2 separate regions of the Hordeum vulgare genome follow, and region 1 is linked to region 2. The links are chromatin contacts, called in public Hi-C maps. All regions are on one chromosome and are shown on one strand. The core of a region is the stretch at or near the end of the contact, and the rest is flanking DNA. Distances in the headings are between cores, read along the strand shown.

Region 1 (6,074 bases), core at 3,155-5,654, 310 kb after region 2:
AGTAATGATAGTACCACTTACTTGTGGCACTGCCGCTTAAGTCATATTAGTATAAAACGCATGAAGAAGCTCCATGCTGATGGATCTTTAAACCCACTCATTTTTGTATCGTTTGAGACATGCGAACCATGCCTATTGGTGTAAACGCATGAAGAAACTCCATGCAGATGGATCTTTTGGACTCACTTGATTTTGAATCACTTGAGACATGCAAATCATGCCACATGGGCAAGATGCCTCAAGGCCTCGTTTTCTAGTAAGATGGAACGAGCAAGTGACTTATTGGAAATAATACACTTTGATGTATGCAGTCCAATGAGTGTTGAGGCACCTAGTGGATATCATTATGTTCTTACTTCATAGATGATTTGAGTAGATACAGGTGTACTTACTTGATGAATCATGAGTCTGAATTATTGAAAAGTTCAAGCAATTCAGAGTGAAGTTGAAGATCGTCGTGACAAGAGGATGAAATATCTATGATGTGATCGTAGAGATGAATAAGTGAGTTGCGAGTTTGGTATACATTTAAGACAATGTGGAAATTGTTTCACAACTCATGCCACCTGGAACACCATAGTGTGATGGTGTGTCCAAACATCGTAGCCGCACCCTGTTGGATATGGTGCATACTATGACGTCTCTTACCGAATTAGCACTATCGTTATGGGGTTATGCATTAGAGGCAACCACATCCACTTTAAATAGGGCACCATTTAATTCCGTTGAGATAACACTGTATGGACTATGGTTTGGAGAAACCTAAGCTATCGTTTCTTTAAAGTTTGGGGCTAAGATGTTTATGTCAAAAGGCTTCATCCTAATAAACTTGAACCCAAAGCGAATAAATGCATTTTCATAGGATACCCAAAACAGTTGGAGAGGGGGCTTTTTGGGGTTAGGGTTGACACCTACAGGGTCGCTCGCGCAAGCAATGCGGGAGGGGAAAGTGTCTTCTCGTTTTTATTGAGCATTGCCTGGAAGGTGTGCGAGGTGCACATACTTCCATTGATCTGCTAATTATTCTAGAGAGCGAATGAAACAACCTTTAAGGAGTTGGGCAGTTGCAAGATTTTGTCTTGGTGCTAGCATGGATAACTAATGATATAGTTCCACTCCTATAGTAGCTCATGGGTTCCAAAGTTGCAAAAATTCATCGAAGTGTCAATGGAGTTGTCGATGGATTAGCTAGGTTAAGTGGATATGCAGTATGAAAATGAAACTCATATGTATGGTGCAGGTGAATCATCATGTTGGCCAATATTATTGAATATGGGCTATCATGCTTAGTGAATGGGAAATAACCGCAAAAGAAAACTAGTCCCCGCAACGTCTGAACCGTGATCAAACCAAGACCCAAGTGTAGTAATTCATAGGCGGGCGAAGTACTTGCACGATAACAAAAACAACCATGAAAAGTTTTTTTAAGAAAAACTTTCAATCTATTCATCAACTATAAATGGATCAAAGCATCCATTAGATGGCGTTTCCTTGGGTTCCTAGGCGCTAGGGAAACAACCCTCTACCCAGCCATGGGGCTAGGGTTCCTCTTGCCTCCTGCCAGCATCGACGCCAGCCTGTCTCATCTCCTGTGGCCTTGGGGCCATGAAGCTGTGGTGGACCTCGGCCATTACTAGCAGGGGAGATTCGTTTTTGGATGCTTCCTTGAGCTTTCTTAGGCTTTGTGTCCTGCTCACATAGATGAGGCCATGACGGCTCTCTGAAGATGGAATAAGATTCTCCTCACCTATCCCCCGTCCCGGTGGTGCTTCTAGCATCATCGGAGGGCGTGTGAAGGCTTATCTTTGGCGAATCTCATGGGATCAGAGGGCGTGTGAAGATTTGTCCACGTGGATCCGGTCCTTATTCGTGTATGTTCGTGTGTCTATAAGTTGGATCCTTTCGATCTAAACATCTCTTCACCAATGGCGGTTGCTCTTCTCATGCGTTCATCCTATAAGGCCTTAGCACGATGACTTCCCGACCATCTACTAAAACACGTTTTGTCTAGTTCGAAGGAGGAAGGGGTGATGATAGTGGCGCACCTTTGGCTCGACACAGGGCTTGTAGTCGTCGCTAGGTGTCTACGAATCTAGATGTAATCTTTATTATTTTTAGTACTTATTGTACTATCATGATTGACGATGAATAGATCGGAAGTTTTCGTAAAAAAACTATCAAGAAAATATAGATAAGCGAGAATTAAAAAATATGCATTCAAGTCCGTAGACCATATAACGACGGCTACAAGCACTCAAGCAAACTGCTAGCTAAGTATAGTAAAACAAAACAAACCTTCTTTTATAAAAAAAGAGAAAAGATAACGCCCACAAGTGTGTCCGTTTGCAAACCGTCCACACGCATGGATAGTTGTCCGTTCGTGGTTGCACAATTTTGATAATTTTTGATAGATTTTTTATGCCACATAGGAAGGGGCTGGTGTGTGGACGTTTATCAGTTCGCCCATACGCATGTTTCGCGCACGCAGAGATCGCGGTTGCCAACCCGACGTGTGGTGAAACTCGTGTCGCGCCCGCATGCCTGTCAGTTGCCATATCTTTCTAGTATTACATGGCAACTAAGTGGAACTGTCGCGCCCGCATGCCTGTCAGTTGCCATATCTTTCTAGTATTACATGGCAACTAAGTGGAACTGTCGTGCCCGCATGCGTGTCACTTGCCATGTATTTCTAGTGTTACATGACAACTGAGTGGAACTATCGTGCCCGCATGCGTGTGAGTTGTCATGTCTTACTAGTGTTACATGGCAACTGAGTGAAACTACCGTGCCCGCATGCGTGTCACTTGCCATGTCTTTCCAGTGTTACATGACAACTGAGTGAAACTGTCACGCAGGGGCACGCGGGGCCTTAAGGTGGCAGGCCAGATGTGCGGATTGAAAGGGCAGAAGGTCGGACGTGTGAGTGTTACTGTTTTATCCACACGCAAACGTATGGATTGTTTCCCTTGCACACGATACAGGACATGTGGGCAACATGCATTAACGTCCACACGTGTGGTCGTTATCGCGACCCAAGTAAAAAAAGACGTACAAAATGAAACGATCTCACAAGAAAAGAAATTAGTGCAAGAAAAGAAGCAATTTTAAACAAAAAAGGCGAAGAACATAAATAATCACGCCAGCTGCAAGCAAGACCGGTCCGTTATGACACGTGAGCCAACACATGCTCACTTCGCTCAAAACAGCCCACGGGATAGGAATACCGAACAAACATCAGCGAATTGAGTCCACCTGTCTCCAGACTGCAGCAAATAAGCACAGAATGGCCCTGCTTGGCAGCCAATCCGTTTTCTATATTTTCTAACTCTTCACTGTTGAAGCTCGTATGGGATGAATGATGATCCATGCATGTGAGGTGAGGTTATTGTAATGTTCATCGGTGATCCGTACGAAGCTCGTGCGGAGCACGTGCGGTAGGGCGCGTCAATTTTGACATGTTCGAGATGTGGATTGGGGAGTCGATCGGGATAATGTAGGCAGACAAAACGAAGCTGGTGATCCTAGGTAAGGTTTTGCCTGACCATTTAATTCGTTCGTCGAGAAAACTAAAGAATGCCTAACGCGCCCACAGGGCCGGATGAACAGTAGATTCAGATGTATTCTTACACTAGACATACATGGATCAAGAAGAAGGCGCGCCATTAAACTGCCGATGCCTAAACCCTAATGGCTTAGAAGTCGATCGCCGAATCCATGGACGAGGGCGGTCGATCCACCACACCATCCATAGGTGATAGGTGCATGCACGAAAGAAGAGCAAGAGCAGGTCAGCAGCAGCAAGAAGAACAGACGGAAAATAAGCCATGGATGAGATCCAAAGCATTTCTCAGATGCCCGGCGCGGGCGACCCCCCATGAGTGCTTAATCAAGAGTTACAGAAGACACACACAACCAGAACCAGGCACAAACGCACGCCCGTTCCTATCTTTTTACTACTACCGGCGACACGCACAACGAGAGGCATTATTCGGCAGTCCAGTATAGCTGCGTAGACTCAAACTTAACTAACCATCTCGTCGTACGCACGCCGCGCGCCATGCTCGGTCGCTAGGAGCCGTTGCCGTTGCCGGTGTCGTCGTCCCCACCCCCGCCGCCGCCGCCGCCGCCGCCGCTGCCGGAAGTCGCGGGGCCGCCGCCGCCGCCGGTCAAGTCGGAGATGATCGTCTTGATGATGCTGCCTCGCTTGGGGTTCCGGTTCCCGTCGGGCTTCCTCCTCTGGCCCTGGCCCTGGCCGCCACGATCCTGCCCGTCCATGGCGTCGCGCGCGTGGAAGCAAGCCCCGGCCGGCCGACCCGGAGAAACGTGGGCGAGTGAACGAGTGTCTTTGTGTGGGAGTGGGTGCGTGCGCATGAGCTAGGGTGGGAGCTATGCTGCTACGGGGAGGTGGGCTTTGTAGCGCTGAATGGCATTTGTTAATTGCCAGTGCATTTTCATTTATTTTTTGGCTCTCACGGCAGGAAGTACTTTTTTTTTGGCAACCAATGGTATTAGCTTAACATGGGAGCTCTCTCGTACTAGCAGCACGATGCGTGTCTGTGTGTGTGATTGGATAGACAAGTGGATCGTGTATCGGGCTCCCCGCCTCACTCGCATCAACTGGGCGATATTATACTTGTAAAATCGAAAAGTTGGATTGCCTCTTTTTTTCCTTCAGAAAGTTGAAGACAAACGCAGAGGAAAATTGTAGCACTCCACTGCCCCTCTCCATGTCGGCCAGTCGAGTTTTGCGCCGTCCCGCGCGTCATGACGTGACGTTGTGCCGCTTACGTCATAGTTGATACGGGGTGTGGTGTGTATACGATTTCTCCCGTAAATACAGGGTATATAGCATTTGCCCCTCCAAGTATATGAATATATGGCCTGGGTTTGTGACGTGATTGTTGTGCATTAAGACTATAATTAGTGTGCGACGTGACCGGTTTCCCCATGACCGCCTTATCTCGTCCTGACGATCGATTTAGCAGTTCGAATGATCATAATCTACAACAATTCTAGTCCACAACTGCTACCTTGTCACCTTGTCACTCCTTAATCGGCAGGCAGAGTTGTTTGCTGTGCTGTTACTGTCGACTACTGTCGTACGTTGGTGACAACGGTCGGACGCCCGCACGTGGCCATGAACGACTTTCTCGTCACGGGCTCCGGCTGTAGTGGGTCGGATCTAGACCAGCGGGATCCTGTGCGCGCAGAGCGACCGCCGCACGCATTTTAACTGGATCAAATAATGGTTGCGCGCCACGATATTTTGTGGAGCAGAGCGGGGTACCAGAAAGTCTAGGCCTCGTTCAATGGACATGCGCGAGTTGACAGATTGCAGAGGGTAAGAACGTGCCGCATTGCGTTCCATCGGATGGTGAGGTGTAGGACTGTGCATTGCACTTGGACTTGCCGGTTGTGTTACTAGGTTTGTACCACTGGTGAAGTATGAAGAGATAGAATAAGCGCCCGCGCGAACACACACACACACACACAGAGTGACGAGAAGCATAAGCAAGCTGGCGAGGACAGATTAAGGACATCCGCCAGGCAAAATAACCGACCGGTCGGGTGCATGCATCGACGACGTGGAGGCTCACAATAGGTACACGTTACCTGGCTTTCTTAGCTCCGAAGGCGTCCAAGAAATAAACTAAAGGCCTAGAGCCTGGGCCTACAAAGCAAACCATGGCAACGCGCAGAAGAGGCGGCCCACCTTTGATTGCGACGCTGGCCCGGGGTGCATGCATGATCCTGCAGCAAAGCAATCAAAACTAGAGTAGCTCGGGGAGTAGTCCAGTGCATCCGGCCGTAATTGCGATCTTCATTTCTCTGTCTTGAATCTATTTCAGGTCTTCTGAAATAAATTGTGACGTTAGTATTTGTATTTTCTGAATTTATTTCAGGTCTTTCAATGATGTGTTTTCAATAAAAAGATATGAGTGTATGTTCCTGTATGTAAGAGCATACCGTCTGCGCTTGCTGCAAGACTGCACTGCATGTGCGCATCAACACCAAATGAATTCCACTCCACTGGATTCGAATCCCACCCAAACTGTGTCTTATTCTCCACGTGC
Region 2 (5,988 bases), core at 1,373-3,872:
ATCCTACCAGAATTAACGGGAAAATAATAATCAGCATCCTGGTGCTGCTTATCTCTACAACCAGTGGAAGTGGACGCTGATGGGAGACATACCGCAGCATATTTCTCCACAAGAGGGCGGAAGACAGGGTCAGTCAGCAGAGTTTTGTCACTTGGAAGCTGAAGAAGTCCCTCTTTGTCACCACTCAAAAGCTCCCTGTGGCAACATAAATACAGATTCACTATTTAATCACCAACAAATGTCGCACCATGCCGAGAGCGTATGTAAGGTTACTGGAGATCGGTCATAAGAAAGAAAGAGAAAGACATCCACAGCTCAAACAACTTACGTGAAGTAAGAGTTGTCAAACTTCAAAGGGTTCCTTGTCCAGGGTCCCTCAAAGCCAGACCTCTCCTTGTGACACCTTCCCTACAGAAAAAAAAAAAAAACTATGTTAATGCGTGCATACAACGATCCAGGTAAATAATATGAAAGCAGATTTGAGCAAATAGACAAAACTAACCAGGGTGTGACCACCAGAGAGGGCAACAATATCCTGATCACTCAAGCCCATCTGCTTCCCAAAGACTTGCCTTAGGTGGTCAGAACCTGCACGAACAGTAAGGAATTGAAATCATTAGTGAACAACAGTGATTTCTTGAGCTACAGGACAATCAACAAAAAAAGTCATAAGTTAACCATCAGCTGCCTCCATGTGACCAAACAGTATATGGATGGATATTTAGATGCACATACACACAATGTCACAATTGCTGAAAGGGGAAAACTAGCATAGACTGGACTGCACAAATTCTATACATGTACATAATCAATACTTCATATATGTGTGAAACAGAATATGGTTCAACTGTGTAGTTTATGGAAGAAGCCTTCTTTAGTGAGCAAACGGATATTGGAAAATAAGTAAGCAATCAAAGCAAGATTACCATTTACAATCATTTCACAACAGTATTAACTCTTTCTTTCTTTTTTGAGAAGACAACAGTATTAATTCTTAATATTTGTTTCATAGTGATTACTTCTTTTCTATTGGAAGAAAAAAAAAATGTAAGGTTGGAATGGTACCCTTGGTAGCATCAGGGAGGCGACCCTCTGGTGGGGGCTGAGGCTTGTCCTGTAAAAGGCACAGGTTAAGTTAAAATGTGCTCAGCTAAGCAATTACAAAAAATAAAAGACTATAACCAAGAGTACTAAGTACATGTGCACATCGATTATCATACTCCTATATCATAGCGGAAGTGTCAAAACTGCTAGGCTCAAAACTTAACTTTACTGTACGGTCTTCCTGACTGCACGCAAAAAAGTTTTAACTATAATAAAAATAAGATTAATTTTGTTTTCTTGGTCATTTCTATTTCATTGAAGCCTGCAATGACATTACCATCAGGAACATAGGAACCTCACCCATCCAGAGTTATTCGTGGCAGGAAGCTCTAACAGCATAATTCTACTACAATTTTGGTAAATGCTTGTTGCACAACTCACACAAGAATGTGAGCCAACAAGAACTAATACCTAGACAAGAAACATTACATATCACAGAATTTGAACTGTATTACGGTCACTAATTAATTGTCGTACATTTGAGGATATTATATAGCTCTAAATTTGAGATAGCAAGCATATAAGTCAAGATAGCACAAACGTTGCCGCCCACCAAAACCACTTGATTAGGCCGCGCGTCAGGATCAACACATACGCTGGTGGTATCAGACAACTCCGTGGTGTTCCACGAAATAATAAAAAATATATGTTGTGCCAAACAAATTAGCCGGCGGATATAGACTAATGTGGTACCAAGAGCCACCAACCCAAACACGAAATCACATGATGACAACAATACTGCTTGCTAGTGAAAAGCCTTTAAACTCGGCTTCAGCAACCTATCCACACCGTTCCTGCCTAAAACCCTGACACAACTGCAAAGAAATTTTGTATTGGTAAAGGTTGAAGAAATCTCACCTCCCTCCCTGGGTGGAAGGGGATCACGGGTCCACCGGACACCTCCACGGCGACAACTCCCGCAATCTACACGGAGGGGAAATGAAACATCAGAAACCACATCCAGTCGACCGAATCGGGACCGTCAACCAGATCTAACCGAGCGCGCGCCGAACCTGGTAGAGATCGGCGTAGGAGATGGTGGGGATCTCCTCCTTGATGGGCTCGAGCATCCGCACGGCGATGTCCAGGCCCGCGTTGGCCGCGTGCGCCTGCTCCGCCGGCTTCTTCATCGTCCCGAACGGGCCGCCTGTCTTGGACGACACGTCGAAGGTCCCAGCCGAGTGCCACCTGCGCGAGGAAGACCGCATAACGCGACAGATCAGGCCATGAAGAGAAAAACACCCCGCACGCGCGAGGGGAGGTGAGGGGAGGCCGGCCGGGGCGCTTACGCGAGGCGGAGCATGAGCGGGGAGCAGTTCTTCTCGGCGATGAGGGCGCGGAGCTTTTGCCTGGCCTTCTCGACGGCCTCCAGGTACTCGGCGCTGACGACGGGGTAGCTCTTCACCATGGCTGCCGCGGCTGAGAGTCCGATCAGGCGGGGAGGGGAGGGGATGGCTAGGCAGAAGGAGAACTGGCGGAAGAAGACAGCGAGGCGTATGGGGCGAATGGAAGCCACGCTCCCCCGGGGGTTTATATCGCCGGTGCAGGGGACAAGGGAAGGGAAGGTTCTGGGAGGGCGGCTCTCGGCCGTTGATCTGGGGCGATCGGGCGGTGCGAATGGCGGTCCATTTGGACGCGCGTGATAGGCACGCGAGCAGCCATGGCCAAGTGGGGGGTAGGAGGGAATCGGCCGTGCAGTTACGATTATGCCCCTGCTTTGCGGCGAAAGGAGGAAGGTGGTGCGGCTGTTCTGGTCATTTCGCTGGGAGGCCCGCGCTCTTCGTCTGCGAGTAAACGGCGACGGTTCACGGCTTCGCGGGCTGGTGGGACACGTGGCGTGAGCCGGTTGGTATGGAGTGGACCCGGGTCCGTCATTGCTGCCTCCGGTAACGCACGCTGTCCCGCTGTTCCCGGCCCAGCCTCTCGGGTAGTGTGCCTGGCCTCATCCATCCGCGTCGGCCTCCCATCAATGTTTACCTTTTTCAGTTTTCGCCGCGTACTAGTGTAAAGTTGTGTTCCTTTTCTTTTTTTTCTTTTTCTCTCGTGTGCAGATTTTAGTGCATATGAGATTCACAAGACTACACAACTGGTTGCACGTCTTTTTTAACACAATACAGATGCAAGCGTTTATATACATACACATATATTCATTTTTATAAATATATACACGTACATCATATCTTTATGAACACCTCAGAAGTCTGAGCTGACATGTCATCTTGAGATTTACGAAGTCACCGTAGACGCGTCGTCGTCCACGGTAACGTTTCCTTCCAATGAAAACGTATCGTCGAAAATCCTGAAATTGATACAGGAATAATGCAAGCACCAGAACTTTAACCGTGATGAATTAGGAATATCACGGTCCCTTTAACCATTCAACCAAAGATTGGTTTGCAACTGGTTGTAGGTCTAGCAATGCCAAACTCCAAAAGACCCGAAAACATTCATGAAAACGAAACTCCAAACTCCAAAGGATCACTCGAAGAATACGGATACTTAAGGCTGCCATTAAACAAGCAAGATGAAATGCATGCAAACCAATCGATATTCATTAAGAGCAATTCCACAAAACAGCGATCAAAATGAACATGTGCTTTATCCGTATTTATTCGTTTAGATCGGTCTGGCAACCATTCGTTTGTAATTGTGTCGACGCTTGCGGCCAAATCGGCCATGAACCATTTTTGGGCGACCCAAGAAAAACATAATAATTTTTTTGAAAATGTAGAAATCATGAATTAAATATTAATGTGGGCCTTGAAGGTCAATGATAGTCCCATGAGTCCACATTACGTTAAACAGAAAATTTAATAAACAAAAAACAAGGAGGCGCGCTGCCCTAGGCGTCCTCCTCGCCGTTGTCGTCGAGGCCGGTGAGGTCGACGAGCGTCGGTGTCGGGCCAGCCCACAGAAAGGTCGTCTCCCAGGCGGCGGCGACATCGTTCGCATGTGATTGCATCGGCGCTAGCTGGGTAGCACGTCGCTCCTCCTCCTCCTCAGCTTCAGCCTCGCGCTCCATCAGCTCGATCCTGTAGGGCCTCTGCGCCATCCTTCGCCACCCGCCGCTGTCGTGAGTGCTCTAGGTAGGGCGCCTCTTGCTCCGGCGTCACACCCAACCAAACGGGTGGCACGCTGACCCACTCGCGCACCACCCCGTCCGAGGCGTCCAACTCAGGCCTGAGGACCAACAACCCTGGCCCGGTCTTCGCACGGGACGGCGGGGCCAGCGGCGGCACGACTGTGTCGCTGGCAGCGAAGAGGGTCATGGCTTCCGTCATCTGCTTCCGGTAGGCCGCCGCCTCCTCCTCCTCCTTGAGGCACGCTTCCTCCTTGCTTGCACACGGGACGGTCGCCAACGTGTTCTGGTACGTGGCCTCCGCTTCTTGTTCTTCTTCTCGCACGATGAGGGGCGGCGGTGGTCCAGCCACCGCATCACGGACGCCACGCCGACGTTGCTCCTTGTGCTCCCACACAAACCAGGCCTCCCATTTCGGAAAGTGTGCAGCGTACACGGGATTGTGTCGCTGCTCTCGTGTCAACTGCTGCTGTGAGCACCTCACCTCCTCCGCATGCACCCGCGCCGACCATAGCACCACTCGCGCTGGGATCATCTTCCGATCCAAATGCTAGTCGTGCGTCAGCGTGAGATCGGGGTAGGGGAAGGGGACGCGGTGCTCCCGGTGCCACCTTGCCTGGTGCAGTGGTACGCTGACCCGCTACCGAGGCGGACGGGAAGACGCTCGTGACGGGAGCGCACAAACAAGGAAGACGGGGGACTTGCCCTTGTCTTTGCTGGAGAAAAACCCATGGCGGCTAGGCTTTGCCGTCGTGCATGGAGCAGCGGGTGGCTAGATGTGGACGGGAACAACTTCTCGAAGAGGATGACCCCCCCCCCCCCCGCACGCTCGGATAAAAAAAGGACGTGTGTGGGTCGCTGATGCATGAGCCGTGTTGGGCGGCCGTCGTTAATAAAGATGACACTGATTTTGACCGGGAGCCACGTAAACGGAGCGGACATGACACCACCCCCCCCCCCCCCCCGCACGCACGCTCAGATTAAAAAAGGACGTGTGTAGGTCGCTGACACATGAGCCGTGTTGGGCGGCCGTCGTGAATAAAGACGACACTGATTTTGACCGGGAGCCACGTGAACGGAGCGGACATGAGAAGGCGCGCGTCGCGTCCGCGTCGACGCATTTCAAACGCAATTTTGGGCCGGAAACGGGTTCGCACAGACGCGAAGCGGACATGTTTTGGTTTCGAATCGGCGCGTTGGGCCTCCATTTTATCCATGCCGACCCCAAACGAACGCGGACGGATGATTTTGGTCGCTACTTTGGATTTGCTCTAAAGTTGGGATAGAAAATACTCCCTCAATTTTGTAATGCAGGAAGTTTTTTGACACTATATTAGTTTCAAAAAATATAATATGGAACAGAGAGAGTAACATAAATTATCCATACATATCATGTAAATTAAGTCGAGTACAACAATATCTCAAATTCGACTAATTAACCGAGTGTCCAACAAGTTTTTTTATCAACGGATCATGCTCTTCCACACATACTGCCCATCAGCTTCATCCAACAATATGTGCATGTAAATGATCGTTCCTTTGTCCTGTGGTACGTCACGATAGCGCGTGCTGGTTATGTAAATCAACATTGAGTGAACAAATCAATCAATAAGTTAAGCAAAACTTACGACCTCGTCCTCCGCCACCAGCTAACGGACCATGTACAAAACTTGATGATGTCCGTGTGGATAGTGTACCAATGGTGAATAATGACCTCACATCGTGTTCTTAAATGATGTACGTATCGTAAGACAGCGTGAAACGACACATGCACTTGCTCGCAGAAGCCCCCCCCCCCCCCCCCC

Evidence for each region. Hi-C and Micro-C count contacts between places; a contact is called where the count stands out from the background.
Region 1: a Hi-C map of seedling shows a contact between it and region 2, with 2.7 times the contacts expected there. The contact joins the promoter of LOC123446613 here to the promoter of LOC123448947 in region 2. A contact is called at or near these places in 1 of 6 Hi-C or Micro-C datasets (seedling) and 1 of 1 datasets of contacts at active chromatin or transcription factors (embryo).

The regions. Positions count from the first base shown.
Region 1 is chr4H:458,653,193-458,659,266 of MorexV3_pseudomolecules_assembly, forward strand. It overlaps LOC123446613 (CD99 antigen-like), which reads right to left and starts at 4,405. Exons shown (of 1, transcript XM_045123187.1): 1 at 3,810-4,405. The coding sequence starts at 4,371. The coding sequence ends at 4,069.
Region 2 is chr4H:458,346,553-458,352,540 of MorexV3_pseudomolecules_assembly, forward strand. It overlaps LOC123448947 (L-ascorbate peroxidase 1, cytosolic), which reads right to left and starts at 2,623. Exons shown (of 9, transcript XM_045125999.1): 1 at 2,394-2,623; 2 at 2,118-2,292; 3 at 1,963-2,028; 4 at 1,066-1,114; 5 at 503-588; 6 at 329-408; 7 at 93-195; 8 at 1-3. The coding sequence starts at 2,512.